Regions from separate parts of the Mus musculus genome. Here all the other regions are linked to region 4. A link is a contact called in public ChIA-PET and HiChIP or PLAC-seq data. All regions are on one chromosome and are shown on one strand. Each heading gives the region's core, a stretch centred on a gene start, on an enhancer-like site or on the middle of the called end of the contact. The rest is flanking DNA. Distances are from core to core; before and after follow the strand shown.

Region 1 (2,965 bases), core at 110-2,609, 250 kb before region 4:
TGTCATCTTCCTGAGCTAGCTTCCTGGGTGTTGGGATTAGAAGCATGGACCACAATACTGGATGGGATGCATTTTTGTAAAATAATTTTAAAAATTAGATTATAATTGCATCATGTTCCTCTTCCTTTTCCTTCCTTCAAATCCTCCAAGTACCTGCTCTTATTCATGTTGTGATGCATGTAAAATGATTGTGATAAATTTTAGTATTATGTTTGTAATGATTATTAACAACATATCAATGCATATCTTAAATATTGGGTTAAGTACTCATAGAGCATAAAAAGTAAGATATTCCTATTTAGAATAAATTTCATGATCTAGGAGTTAGGAAATTATTTACTGACCATTATTCACCAGTGTTTAGAATAAAATAGACAATATGCAATTGTATAATATTACCATACTATGAAGTATTTTCATGGCTTCTGTTGAACCAGAAACCCAAATATTAAAAGGATGGGGCAATGAATGAGTTGTGGCTAAAGAAAAAGCGCTCAGGTCAATGATTTGTCACATTTTGTTGGACACAGCCAGAGTCAGCTGTGGGCTCCAACATCAGAAATCCGCCTGCCTCTGCCTCTCGAGTGCAGTTCTGGGATTAAAGGCGTGCGCCACCACACCCGGCAAAGGGTAGCTTTTTACAGAGCGTAATTAATTAATGTAACGAAGTCACTGAGATTACTAGGTAGATTATTGTCTTGTGGGTTCAGTTTGATCTGGGTGTGCTGTGCAGCTCACAGTCATCTTGAAGTCATGATCTCTGCTTTCATTGTGATTGTGAGTGTGCACCACCACACTTGGCACTAAAGTAACTTTAAAAAGATACCACATTTCTATGTGCAACTGTTTTAGGAACAGTGAATAGACAGAGGAAAGTCTGGGAGCCGTGTCAGGTGTGACAGCTTTTTGGTCTATCTGGCAAGAGTAGGATTTGGAGTCTGGCATGGGAGGGTTTCTGACTTTTAACATGTTTGAGTGTGGTCTGAGGGGCTATGGTGCACCGTGGCAGGGAAAGCATGTGGCCATCTCGTGAAGTGGCATGAATTTGTGAGATGTTCATGCTGACTAGTGGTTGACCCGAGTGGGTAACTGGGTTTATCTATGAAGTGATCATGGTCTCCCTAGGTGGCTTTTACTTTTCCAGTGACCAAGTTTAGCAGTGCCATCTGACTCCAAAATGTCATCTGTGAGGGGTCACGTGATGACCAGAAATATTGTTGCTCAAGGCTTCCACACTCTGTCCCTCCATCTCCATATAAGCTGTTCTGACAGATCTTAAACCATGGAGTCAGCTCGAGCTCTGTTTCTCTGAGAGCTGCAGTTTGGGCACAGGTAACTGAAACCAGATGTGCCGAGCGAGCGAGCGAGCAAGCACGGGCTGGGCTGTGGCTTTTCTTGCAGAGCATTTGGTGGCTGGGGGGAGGGAGGGAGACGGCTTTTTAACGAACCCTTTGTGCTTTTGTTAGATGCGCGCTTTCCACATCTCAGCTGCATTTGCCCTTGTTGTACCCGAACCCCTTTTGGTATGGATTATTGGTGGACAGGGAGGAGTGAGTATCTGATTTCTCCCATACTAATCTGTCTCCTTTGCCTGTTTCCCGAGTGTACACTGCACTTGGCCTTCTGGGGCCCAAGTTGATTTTTCTCACCTGGCAATTACTTGCTTGGTGGCCAGTTAATGGAGGCCCCTGAAACCCACTAAGGGACTTGGGGTTTGCGTTGTGATTGAGAAGCCGAGGAGACTTCAGGTATGTGTGTGTTTGTGTGCGTATGTGCACAGTGTGTTTTAGGACTCAGAGTCTCACTGGACGTAGAGAATGAATGGCCTCTTAGGCTTTCTTCCAATTCCATCTGACCATTTTGGTGCTCCAGTGGGTTCCCTGGCATTTAGTACGATCACCCACGGGCTTGTTCCTTAGAGGGGGATGTGCTGTCATTTTTTTTTCTTCCTCTTATAATCCCCAGGGACAATATTTTATCAGTCTCTGAAATGTGGGCAGCATGAGGGATATGCAATCTGCTCTCCAGTACAGCCCTGCTGAGCTCAGCCCTGCAATCATGTGGTTCTGAAATACTACCAGCCTGAAACCATAAGAAAGCCTCCGCTTCGCCTGACGTACTCATACTGCTTGACATGAGAAGCTGACATTTTGAAGGCTGTGGAGAAAACAGAATTGCTGACTGCACAAAATGCACATGAGAACTGCATGTGGGCAGGGGCTCTTTCCTTAGCATCGGTGGCGTTCTTCAATGTCCGCTCCATCTTGCAGCACCTGTATCTGCTCTAAACGTTCCCAAGGTCGAAGGTCTCTACCTAGGAGATTTGATCCACTTGCTGGTTGGTGACCTACATATCCGCTCAGGGAAGAGAAGATGGGTAGAGGGGTCCTCAGGGCAATTAAAACTGAGACCATGGCTGTGGCCTGAGTGTGAGGAGAGCCCCTCTTCCCTTTATAGAGATAGGAAATAAGTTCGGATCTATCTGGGTGCCCATTCTGAATGCAGACAGAGCATGGTGCAGAATTGGTGTGTTTTATCATCATTGCCACTCACCACTGATTATTTTTGTATTTCTCTACTGGCTCTCGGAGTCTTAGTGCTTTACACCTTAGTGCACCTAGCCCCTTAGCACCAGCCGCTGCTTTGCTTCCAGCCTTGTTTCTGCCCGGCTCTGCCCGGCCCCCTTCCCACCAGTCCCGGGCTCATTGCTGCAGTCACTTGCTGTTAGGCTGCCCGGGAGTCTGTTGATTAAGTAGGAACTGGTCAAGTACAAGCTGCTTTGAGCTGTTGTTTGGTTAGTGGAAGCCAGGAACATCCGGGTGCTGAGCCACTTCATGTTTTGCTGCAAGCTCCACTAAGGCACTGCCCCTGTGATTCATGGCTCCTTATCTATTTGGTGAGAGCAGAATACTTACACCTGTCCTCGAGTCTTCCCAGCCATATGTGAAAAAAAAAAAACCCTCAT
Region 2 (3,018 bases), core at 230-2,729, 220 kb after region 4:
AACATTTGGGTCTCAGCAGAGTGTTTTCCTTTCCAGATAGCCATACTCACTTTCTCTTTCCCGCTTTGAGTGAGTCTGGAAACAGACATAGAGTCTTCCGCACAGTTCCCCAACTCCCTGAAGACTTCAGGGGAGTAATCCTCATAGTTGTTTCTGGGGATAACATCAACACACTCCGTCTGCTCATGTATGTTTTCACGCCTGTGTAAGATCCCTCCTCAGGAGAAACGCAGTGACTGAGATAGTTTTCTGCTATCTGGTAGTCCTGCTCTTGCAGGTCTTGACCTCTGATTCTGCAACCCTGCTACAGATCTCCTTAGCTTGGATTATCATAAAGATGATCAAAGATAGACTCTCGTCTTTGGACCCAGGACTATGCTGAGCTCAACTTTGCCCAAAGTTCCAAAGGCTCTTGTAGTTTCATCTAACTTTACTCACAAATGTGTTTTGAATACATGTTATTAGGTTAGTCAGGTTTATAATAATGACACATAAACTAATGTCTTTGATGTTTATAGGTAATGTCTCTAGAAAAAGAAATAGTTATAATACAAGATAAAATGCAAATCACAAGAGCTCCTAGGAGTTGAAAATAATCTCTCTCTCTCTCTCTCTCCCTCTCTCTCTCTCTCTCTCTCTCTCTCACTCACTCACTTTGACCCCTCTCTTCCATCTCTCTCCCCTCAAGTCCCACCTCAAGTCTTTCCACTTCAGGTGTTGCCCTTTTTCATGTTACAAGTGTTCTATTACCCTCCCCACACCTCTCCCTTTTTTTCCTCTCATAGGTTCCTAAGGATTATTTTGAGAGATGTATGTAACAGATATACAGTAGACGCCCTATGGGAAGAGTTAGAATCCCTTTAAAAGTTTGAGAGCAGCCGAGCGTGGTGGGGCACGCCTTTAATCCCAGCACTCGGGAGGCAGAGGCAGGCGGATTTCTGAGTTCGAGGCCAGCCTGGTCTACAAAGTGAGTTCCAGGACAGCCAGGGCTACACAGAGAAACCCTGTCTCGAAAAACAAAAAACAAAACAAAACAACAACAAAAAAGTTTATGAATACTTGGGACATAAAAGTTGATTGACATTAGAGATAGAAACCCAGGCAAACGCTCTGCCACTGTGCTGCATCCCCAGATCAAAAGTCTCCTGTAGAGATGGTTCAGTGGTTAAGAACACTGACTGCTCTTCCGGAGGTCCTAAGTACAATTCCCAGCAACCACATTGTGGCTCACAGCCATCTGTAATGGGATCTGATGCCTTCTTCTGGTGTGTCTGAAGACAGTGTACTCCTATACATAAAATAAGCAAGCAAGCAAACAAACAAACTAATACATACATCTTTAAAAAAAAAAAAGGCTCCTCTAGCTGGTAGTTTAAGGGAGTCTGGCGCTTGAAAGATGCATTTGGACACTCCCTTGCCTGTGGGAAGAGGCCTGGGGCCTAGAGCGCAGGCGGAACCAGAGTGCGCGGCCGCGGCGCAGGCCGGGAAGGTTTCTAGGGCGGACGCTGGTCCGGTCTCTCCTAGGCGTCCTACAGAGCCTGGGAGTGCTGCAGCTTCCCTGGCCCGCTGCGCAGCGTCGGCCCTGCAGACATGTCGGGGTTCAGCCCGGAACTTATCGACTACCTGGAAGGGAAAATCTCCTTTGAAGAGTTCGAAAGGCGGAGAGAAGAGAGAAAAACCCGAGAGAAGAAAGTGAGCCGCTGGGCCCCCGGTGCTCCTCGGTCTTGTTTTCCCCGAAACCGAGTCGTGGGTTGCCCAGGGTGGGCCCGGGATCCAGCAGCTTTCACCTCTTCCAAAATTTCCGATTTTCACTCCCACCCGAGTACTCAGAGCCTCTAAAGACATCTCCCCACCCGAAAGCCAGCCTTGGTGGGCGCTAACCTCCCCCGACCCCCTAATACCTGTTAAGTCGATGAGCCAGACAGGGTGATCTGATTAGTTCTAAACCTATCTTGCAACTAGGTTGTGACGGTGGTGGGAACCAGGCCTTTTGTTTTTGTGGTCTGTATAGGGGTCTTGGGGATCAAACTTCAGGGCCTCCAGCCTGCTGGACAAAGCTCCCCATCGCAAAGCTACATGCACCCCTGGTGCGCCTATTTTTGAGGAGTCTCCGTGTAATTTTTTTTCTTAGACATAAAAGTAAACCTAACTAACCAGATAGTGAGGATATCTGTTACTTTTTCAAATTTTAATAAAGATCTGAACTTTAAATAGTTTCTCATTTGTTTGAAGGCCAAGGGACCAACATAAAGATCTCTTGACCCTTTTGAAGTTAGCTAATGATTTCTTTCTTGACTCATAGACTTCTATGAACCCTATGGTTTATTTAAAGTCTTAGATTGATGACATTAAAATATTTAAAATCATTCCACTTGTATTTGCAAATGACTTACATAAACTAAAGACTTAAGTACATTGGAACACTTTGAAACTATTCAAATTTAGATTCCACGTATCATAGGGGAGGGTCAACTTTTATAAAGATAAGGCAAATGCCCTATTCAAGGCTGAGAGAATTAAATCTGAATTAGTTTTTGGAACTGTTTAATTCCCAATCACAGAGTGTTCAGGAAAAAGGAAAATCATCACCCAAAGAAAACCCAGATGACTCCGAAGTTCCATCCTCATCAGGAATTGACTCTGCCAAATCCCAGGACAAAGACGCCAATGAAGGTATGTTACTGCTGGCTTTAAATGAGCACTTAAGTAAAATGATTTGATAAAAACACTATTTGCTTTTTACTTTTTATTGCTTTTATGTTTATTGTAATAACATTCTATTTTTGTTTGTTGGTTTGTTTTTCATGACAGGCTTTTTCTGTGTAGCCCTGGCTGTCCTGGAACTCACTCTGTAGACCAGGCTGGCCTCGAACTCAGAAATTCTGCCTCTGCCTCCCAAGTGCTGGGATTAAAGGTGTGTGCCACCACTGCCTGGCTCAGTATTCTATTTTTATCACCTGGTTTATCAGTGTTTGCTACAAAGTAGCATAATATTTATTTTTTTAAAAAAAAAATCAT
Region 3 (2,916 bases), core at 82-2,581, 140 kb before region 4:
TTTAATCAGCATTAAGTTCTCCTTTAAAGGTCTGTAGAAGTTATCTGTTTCCAGGTCTTTCTTTGGATTTAAGATCTACTTCATGAGATGAAACACATATCTAAACCTGCTAACGTGGCCAAGAGCCTGAGAATCAGATAGCACATGGGCCCTAGACCTGTCACTATTATTCTGCTTGAGGAACATAGCAATAAAATGACTCCTAAGGACATATTCCTATACCCATAGATCAATGTGTCACTCAGCCCTCACCTTTGTAGCAGATGGGGATTAGCAAAGAGACCCACCACTGGACAATGAGCAGAGAGTGAGAGCCTTTGTAGCTCTCAGACCTGAATGGGATATCTTCATTGGAGTTGGAGATGCTGTTACAGTTTCAGTCTCATTTCTTGTTATAGATCTGCTTAAGTTACTTATATTCTCTTGATTCAATTTTGGTTGGTTCTGTGTGTCTAGGAATTTATCCACTTCTAGATTTTCAAGAATTTTTGAATACAGTGTTCTGCACTACTCCCTTATGATTCTCTGGATTTTCACTGGCATCTGTTGTAATGTTCTTTCTTTAAAAATGCAGTATTTTTAGTCCACTTATTTCATTATATACCATATTACGACTGTAAGGCTAATGTCCCCCTTTTCTTTCTAACTTTAATACCTTGGTTCTTGTCTATTCCTTTGGTTATTTTGCTAAGTGTTTGTTGGCTCTAACATTTCAAAGATGTGAATCTTTATTTAACCGAATCTTTGTATTACCTTTTTACTCTAGTTCGTTAATTTCTGCCTTGATTTGGGGTTTGGCTCAGCCTCTCTCTCTCTTTTTTTTTCCTCCCTCTCCAGGGCTTCAGAGTGAATTGCTGAGTCATTTACTTACATCTCTGTAACGTAAGGGCTTACGGCTAAAGACTTTCCTCTTAAAGTTGCCATAGCTGTACCCTCATAGTCCTGCTCAGTTGTACCCTCATTTTCATTTGATTCTAGACAGTTTAATTTCCTCCCTCTTCAATGTACTGACTGTCCTGCAGCCATCCCAAGTATCTATGCCTTGAGTCATATTTTTATGTGATCTGATAAGCTAAAAAAATGATTTGATTTATTTTCTATTTGTTAAGACTTGCTCTGACTCTTAGAATGTAATCTGTTTTGGAGACTACTCCGTGGGATGCTGAGACAAATGTCTTTTTCCCAGCCATTGAGTAGAATCTTATGTCTGTAAGATCTGTTTGATTTGTGGGGCTGGCAAACTACTTTTGGAATGTATTTGGCAACACCTAATAAAAGAAATGTGTGTATTCCTCTGTGTCTAGAGCTTCCTGTCCTTGGGCTCTGCCCTAGAGAATGCCTCATGAGCACACACAGAGGGGAGTATGTGAAAACCCACACTACAGCACCACTTAGGGGGAGAACTGAAATCAATCTGTCTGTCTGTCTGTCTGTGTCTCTCTCTCTCTCTCTCTCTCTCTCTCTCTCTCTCTCTCTCTCTATCTCTGTGTGTGTCTTTCTCATGTCTTCTGTCTTCTGTAAGGTTTGCTTTGTTGAGCTGAGCTGTGGAATTTTAACTCTAGAGATACTTTTCAAACAGGGCTTCTGAAGCAGACACGGGTTTACCGTGTTTGAGTTTGCTGGTGGGCATATGTTGGCCTGTTACATAAATACCTCTCGGTATTTATGTGGAGTTCAGTCGAAAAATAAACACACCCATTTTGGAAAAAGGTTGATATTTGTTTCCTTTTTTCTTTTCTTTCTGTTTTTTCTGTTTTACTTGTTTTGTTTTGTTTTATAGCCTTCCAGTTCCTAACCTCAAGACTCAGCTTCCTTACCATTTTATGCTTTTTTAAAAAATTTAAATCCAAGTCTCTTTTCTTCACATGATTGAAATCTCTCCAAGGTACCTATTACGTGCTTCTTCAGACATCTGCTTGTCTCAGGCAATCTCTATTCATATCAAGTTAAGCTAGTTGGACCCAAGTTGTCAGTTATTCTCCAGCATCTTTGATCTTTAGTGGAAGTTAGAATTGAAGAGACAACTCAACCTCTAATATTGCTCCAGTGTGTGCATTGGTGTGCAAATTAGTCATACCTAGGGAAGAGACTTGTTTGTTGTATGACAGATATTTAGAATGGGAAGAAAATAATGCCCTTTCAGCCAAGGATTCCCAAAGTACAGGATAAGCAATTCTTCAAGACAGAGGCGTGGGGTACCCCTCCTACTGCTTGTCTAACAGTGTCTTCAGCTTCCAGAAGGGCCTGGCCATATCAAGCTCACTGTGTGCTCATACTTCAACTTCCTCCTTTTCTTTCATCTGCTTCTTCGTGGTAAACAGACAACTTGGGAACTTCCTCTGCTGACCATCTCTGCCATATTGCACACTTAGCTCAGAGCCCAGCTGGCACTGTGTGGCTCTGGCTATTCAGAGAATGGAGTGTTCATCTGCTTTCCTTCTGGAGGACATGGGTCTTCTCTCGTCCCATGTGTCTCTCTATGTGCATAGGGTTGTCTGGCATTGGTGCTAGTGGGTTGTACTGGCTGGTTTTGTGTCAACTTGACACAGCTGGAGTTATCACAGAGGAAGGAGCTTCAGTTGAGGAAATGCCTCCATGAGATCCAGCTGTAAGGTATTTTCTCAATTAGTGATCAAGGGGGAAAGGCCCCTTGTGGGTGGGACCATCTCTGGGCTGGTAGTCTTGGTTCTATAAGAGAGCAGGCTGAGCAAGCCAGGGGAAGCAAGCCAGTAAGGAACATCCCTCCATGGCTTCTGCATCAGCTCCTGCTTCCTGACCTGCTTGAGTTCCAGTCCTGACTTCTCTGGTGATGAACAGCAGTATGGAAGTGTAAGCTGAATAAACCCTTTCCTCCCCAACTTGCTTCTTGGTCATGATGTTTGTGCAGGAATAGAAACCCTGCCTAAGACATGGGTA
Region 4 (2,856 bases), core at 240-2,739:
AATCAAAATCACCAGCAATCATACTTCCTGGAGATAATCACATTTAATACACATATGCACGAGCATGCGCAGACACACACCGTGGCCTCTCTTTTTCTTAGTATAGATAAAGGACCGTTCTCCGTGGCGTAAAATATTCTTCTGTATAATTTTGTATGCAGAATTTATAATACTCATGTGTGCAGCTGCCAGAATGAATTCAGTGGTGTTGAACATTCACACTATATCTGTTGCTTGGAGCAGCAAACGATGACAATCTATGTGTCCTGTGGCCAAGTCTTTTTACACATCTGCTGATTTAATTTTTGAAGGACAAAAAAAAATAGGCTAACTAGACAAAGGTAAAAATTATAAAATTGCTATGTAGAAGTGATGTAAGCACCCTAGCTGGTGACTAAAAGTATTTTCCATGATTATCAACATAATCACAGTTCTGGTTTCTTTGCACTTCTTTTGGGCCATGCAGCAGTCTAGGGGACATCACATATATATGTCTGTCAGTGATAGCCTGTGCATACAGCAGTGATCTCATACGGTTAGAATGGAGCTGAAGACGATTCCTTTCTTGTGTAACTTTTACTGCACCTTTGCTGTTTAGATACACAAACCCTTGTGACCCCATGATGTCCATTAGGGTAATGTGTTGTGCATGTTAGCTTAGGCTTAACAGCTCTCTTGGGCAGCCTAAGAGGGGAATAGGCTGTGCTTTCTAGCATTGTGTACAGACTCTCTGAGATATTCCCAGAATGCATCCCCGTGCCCGCTGCACAATGTAAGTGTGTTGTCTCTTTAGTACTGGGCAACCTCTGAGGTCATTGTTTCTCTGCCTTCTCATAGTGAGTATACTGAGTCAGAGAAAGGCCGACTCACTTGTGTCTGACAGGGGTGGACAACCAGGATTTAACATATTCCTCCTTGATTCTGAAGCTAGTATTTTCTAAGGTATCATGATACCATCCGTAGTTATGTTTGGAGAGAGAGCTCCAAAATACTTCTCCTGGGCTTTTCTGGTAAGGATTTTTGCTAGGGTTGTTCTGCCTCCTACCTCTTAGGCCAGGTGGGGGAAGCCTTCTACTCTCAACAATTCTATCCCCAGACAACTGAGCTTTGTCTTGCATTTTAATTGCAACATGCCAGATTATGACAGGACATGAGGAATGTGTGCAAATGCTGCTGGAACAAGAAGCATCAATCCTCTGTAAAGATTCCAGAGGGAGGACACCCTTGCACTATGCGGCTGCTCGGGGCCACGCCACATGGCTGAATGAATTGCTCCAGATTGCCCTTTCTGAAGAAGACTGCTGTCTCAAAGACAACCAGGGATACACGCCACTGCACTGGGCGTGTTACAATGGTGAGTCGAATGTCATCTGAGTCGAATGTCATCTGAGTAGAATGTCATATACTAGACTTTCTAGCCTCGCACCTCTGTGACCTCAGTGGAGGTGAGAACACTGCTGTATGCTGTGGTTACTGGTGTCTGCACCCAGACACTGGTGTCTGTCTTATGTTGTTTTAAACATCCCTCATCCCCACCCCTGTGGCTGTCATGATGCTGAGTAAGGTTTAGTTTGTTTCCCTCTTCCTGTGACACCTCATCAGAGTCGCCAATGGACTTGAGCAACTGTAATCAGAGTTTCTGATCTGCACCAGATAACCAGGAACCACATGAAGTATTAAAACAATGACGGTAAAAACAAAACAGCATACAGTATAGTTCACATACAGTAGAGTCACTCATAAACGCTAGTAGATGTGTAGTTTAGATTTTGGTATTTTTTTTTAATATCCACATTCCACATTTGCTTTGTTGTGTGTGCTACTTGGAATATTCAAATTTTTTATCTCAGTTATTTGGAACAAAAGAGAAATGTGTGCTAATTGTATGCATGTCTCATAATTTTTCCTCTGAGATTATAAATAAAAAATATGCATATTCTTTAAGTGGAATTATACCACAAGTCTCATCCCATAGTTTTCTTCCTTTTTTCTTAGTGCTCCCTTAAAATCCTACTGCAGGCTATCCTTAGATACCATATGCACAATACATAGTTTTAATAGTAATATACTGATAGCTACACACATGCACACCTGCATGCACACTCACACACATACATTCACGTGCATGCACATTCCTTAGAACTTGCTTATTCAACCCGATCCCCCTCTGATGGACTTTTAGGTTAATTTTAGGGTTTCTTTCCTACCATAAACACTGTAGCAGTGCATATTCATATTATAACATGAAAATCTCATTAAATATCCAGAAGTGAATTTTTTAAATAAAAGGCATGTTTTTAGAATTTTAAGGAATAATATTTTGTACAAAAGGTTGCCCTAATGTGATAAAAGTATTTTTGCTACAACTTTGCCAGCCCAGTGTGATTGTATTTCTTTATTTTTGGTAACTTTTTCTTGGTTAAGTTTGCATCTCATAATATAATTTATTGGCTATAGTTCCCTTTCTGAATGTGGCCTTTCACCCATGCCTGCTTTCTCATGGTGAACCGCTTACCTCTTCCCTTGCATCTGTAAGAGCAGGGTGCCTTGGCTATGTGGCTCTTCTGTATTGTGTGTTGGGAGTGTCTCTGTTCCTTGTTTTGAATGCCTTTTGCCATGCAAATGTTTTGAAGTTTTGTGTGGTTGAATCTATTTTGTGGTATCTCCATAATCAGCCTTACGAAGACCTCTTACCCCCTAAGAGAATGGATATCTCATATGAATATTTCTAACTCTACTTCTGCAACTTTATATTTGCATTTCAGTTCCACTAGGATTTTTAGTTTGGAAATTGTGATTATGTTTTCTGGGAAGAGTTTCTGTGCTCAATTACATTGAGTTAAAACTACCTGTGTT

Evidence for each region. HiChIP or PLAC-seq counts read pairs in DNA pulled down with a chosen protein or histone mark. ChIA-PET counts read pairs in DNA pulled down with a chosen protein or histone mark.
Region 1: a contact with region 4 is called in an RNA polymerase II ChIA-PET map of effector CD8 T cells, with 63 read pairs. The contact joins two enhancer-like sites. A contact is called at or near these places in 8 of 39 promoter capture datasets (the 3T3-L1 cell line, 3T3-L1-derived adipocytes, the HPC-7 cell line and 3 more), 2 of 15 datasets of contacts at CTCF or cohesin (both in the NIH/3T3 cell line), 4 of 484 Hi-C or Micro-C datasets (the AML12 cell line, bone marrow-derived macrophages, embryonic fibroblasts and 1 more), 8 of 115 datasets of contacts at active chromatin or transcription factors (the 230-238 cell line, the HPC-7 cell line, bone marrow-derived macrophages and 5 more) and 3 of 9 other capture datasets (adipose tissue, embryonic stem cells and pancreatic islet).
Region 2: a contact with region 4 is called in an RNA polymerase II ChIA-PET map of memory CD8 T cells, with 71 read pairs. The contact joins the promoter of Gtf3c3 here to the enhancer-like site in region 4. A contact is called at or near these places in 2 of 39 promoter capture datasets (the 3T3-L1 cell line and pre-B cells), 3 of 484 Hi-C or Micro-C datasets (3T3-L1-derived adipocytes, the C10 cell line and myocytes), 2 of 115 datasets of contacts at active chromatin or transcription factors (effector CD8 T cells and memory CD8 T cells) and 3 of 9 other capture datasets (adipose tissue, liver and pancreatic islet).
Region 3: a CTCF HiChIP or PLAC-seq map of CD8 T cells shows a contact between it and region 4, with 5 read pairs. The contact joins two enhancer-like sites. A contact is called at or near these places in 2 of 15 datasets of contacts at CTCF or cohesin (CD8 T cells and large pre-B cells) and 3 of 9 other capture datasets (adipose tissue, liver and pancreatic islet).

What each region holds. Positions count from the first base shown.
Region 1 is chr1:54,905,670-54,908,634 of GRCm38.p6, reverse strand. All of the region lies in intron 1 of Ankrd44 (ankyrin repeat domain 44), which reads left to right. Among named protein-coding and RNA genes, the nearest start is that of Ankrd44, 19 kb to the left of the region's middle. Within about 2 kb of position 1,359, at least 75 of the 459 cell types and tissues checked have an H3K27ac peak or open chromatin away from gene starts, as enhancers often do. A contact at or near this core is called in effector CD8 T cells and memory CD8 T cells, where this site is marked.
Region 2 is chr1:54,437,487-54,440,504 of GRCm38.p6, reverse strand. Gtf3c3 (general transcription factor IIIC, polypeptide 3) reads left to right here and starts at 1,479. Exons shown (of 18, transcript NM_001033194.3): 1 at 1,479-1,692; 2 at 2,562-2,673. The coding sequence starts at 1,591.
Region 3 is chr1:54,798,021-54,800,936 of GRCm38.p6, reverse strand. All of the region lies in intron 2 of Ankrd44 (ankyrin repeat domain 44), which reads left to right. Among named protein-coding and RNA genes, the nearest start is that of 4930444A19Rik, 120 kb to the right of the region's middle. Within about 2 kb of position 1,331, at least 56 of the 459 cell types and tissues checked have an H3K27ac peak or open chromatin away from gene starts, as enhancers often do. A contact at or near this core is called in CD8 T cells, where this site is marked.
Region 4 is chr1:54,659,499-54,662,354 of GRCm38.p6, reverse strand. It overlaps Ankrd44 (ankyrin repeat domain 44), which reads left to right. Exons shown (of 28, transcript NM_001081433.3): 21 at 1,138-1,354. Among named protein-coding and RNA genes, the nearest start is that of 4930444A19Rik, 21 kb to the left of the region's middle. Within about 2 kb of position 1,489, at least 28 of the 459 cell types and tissues checked have an H3K27ac peak or open chromatin away from gene starts, as enhancers often do. A contact at or near this core is called in CD8 T cells, effector CD8 T cells and memory CD8 T cells, where this site is marked.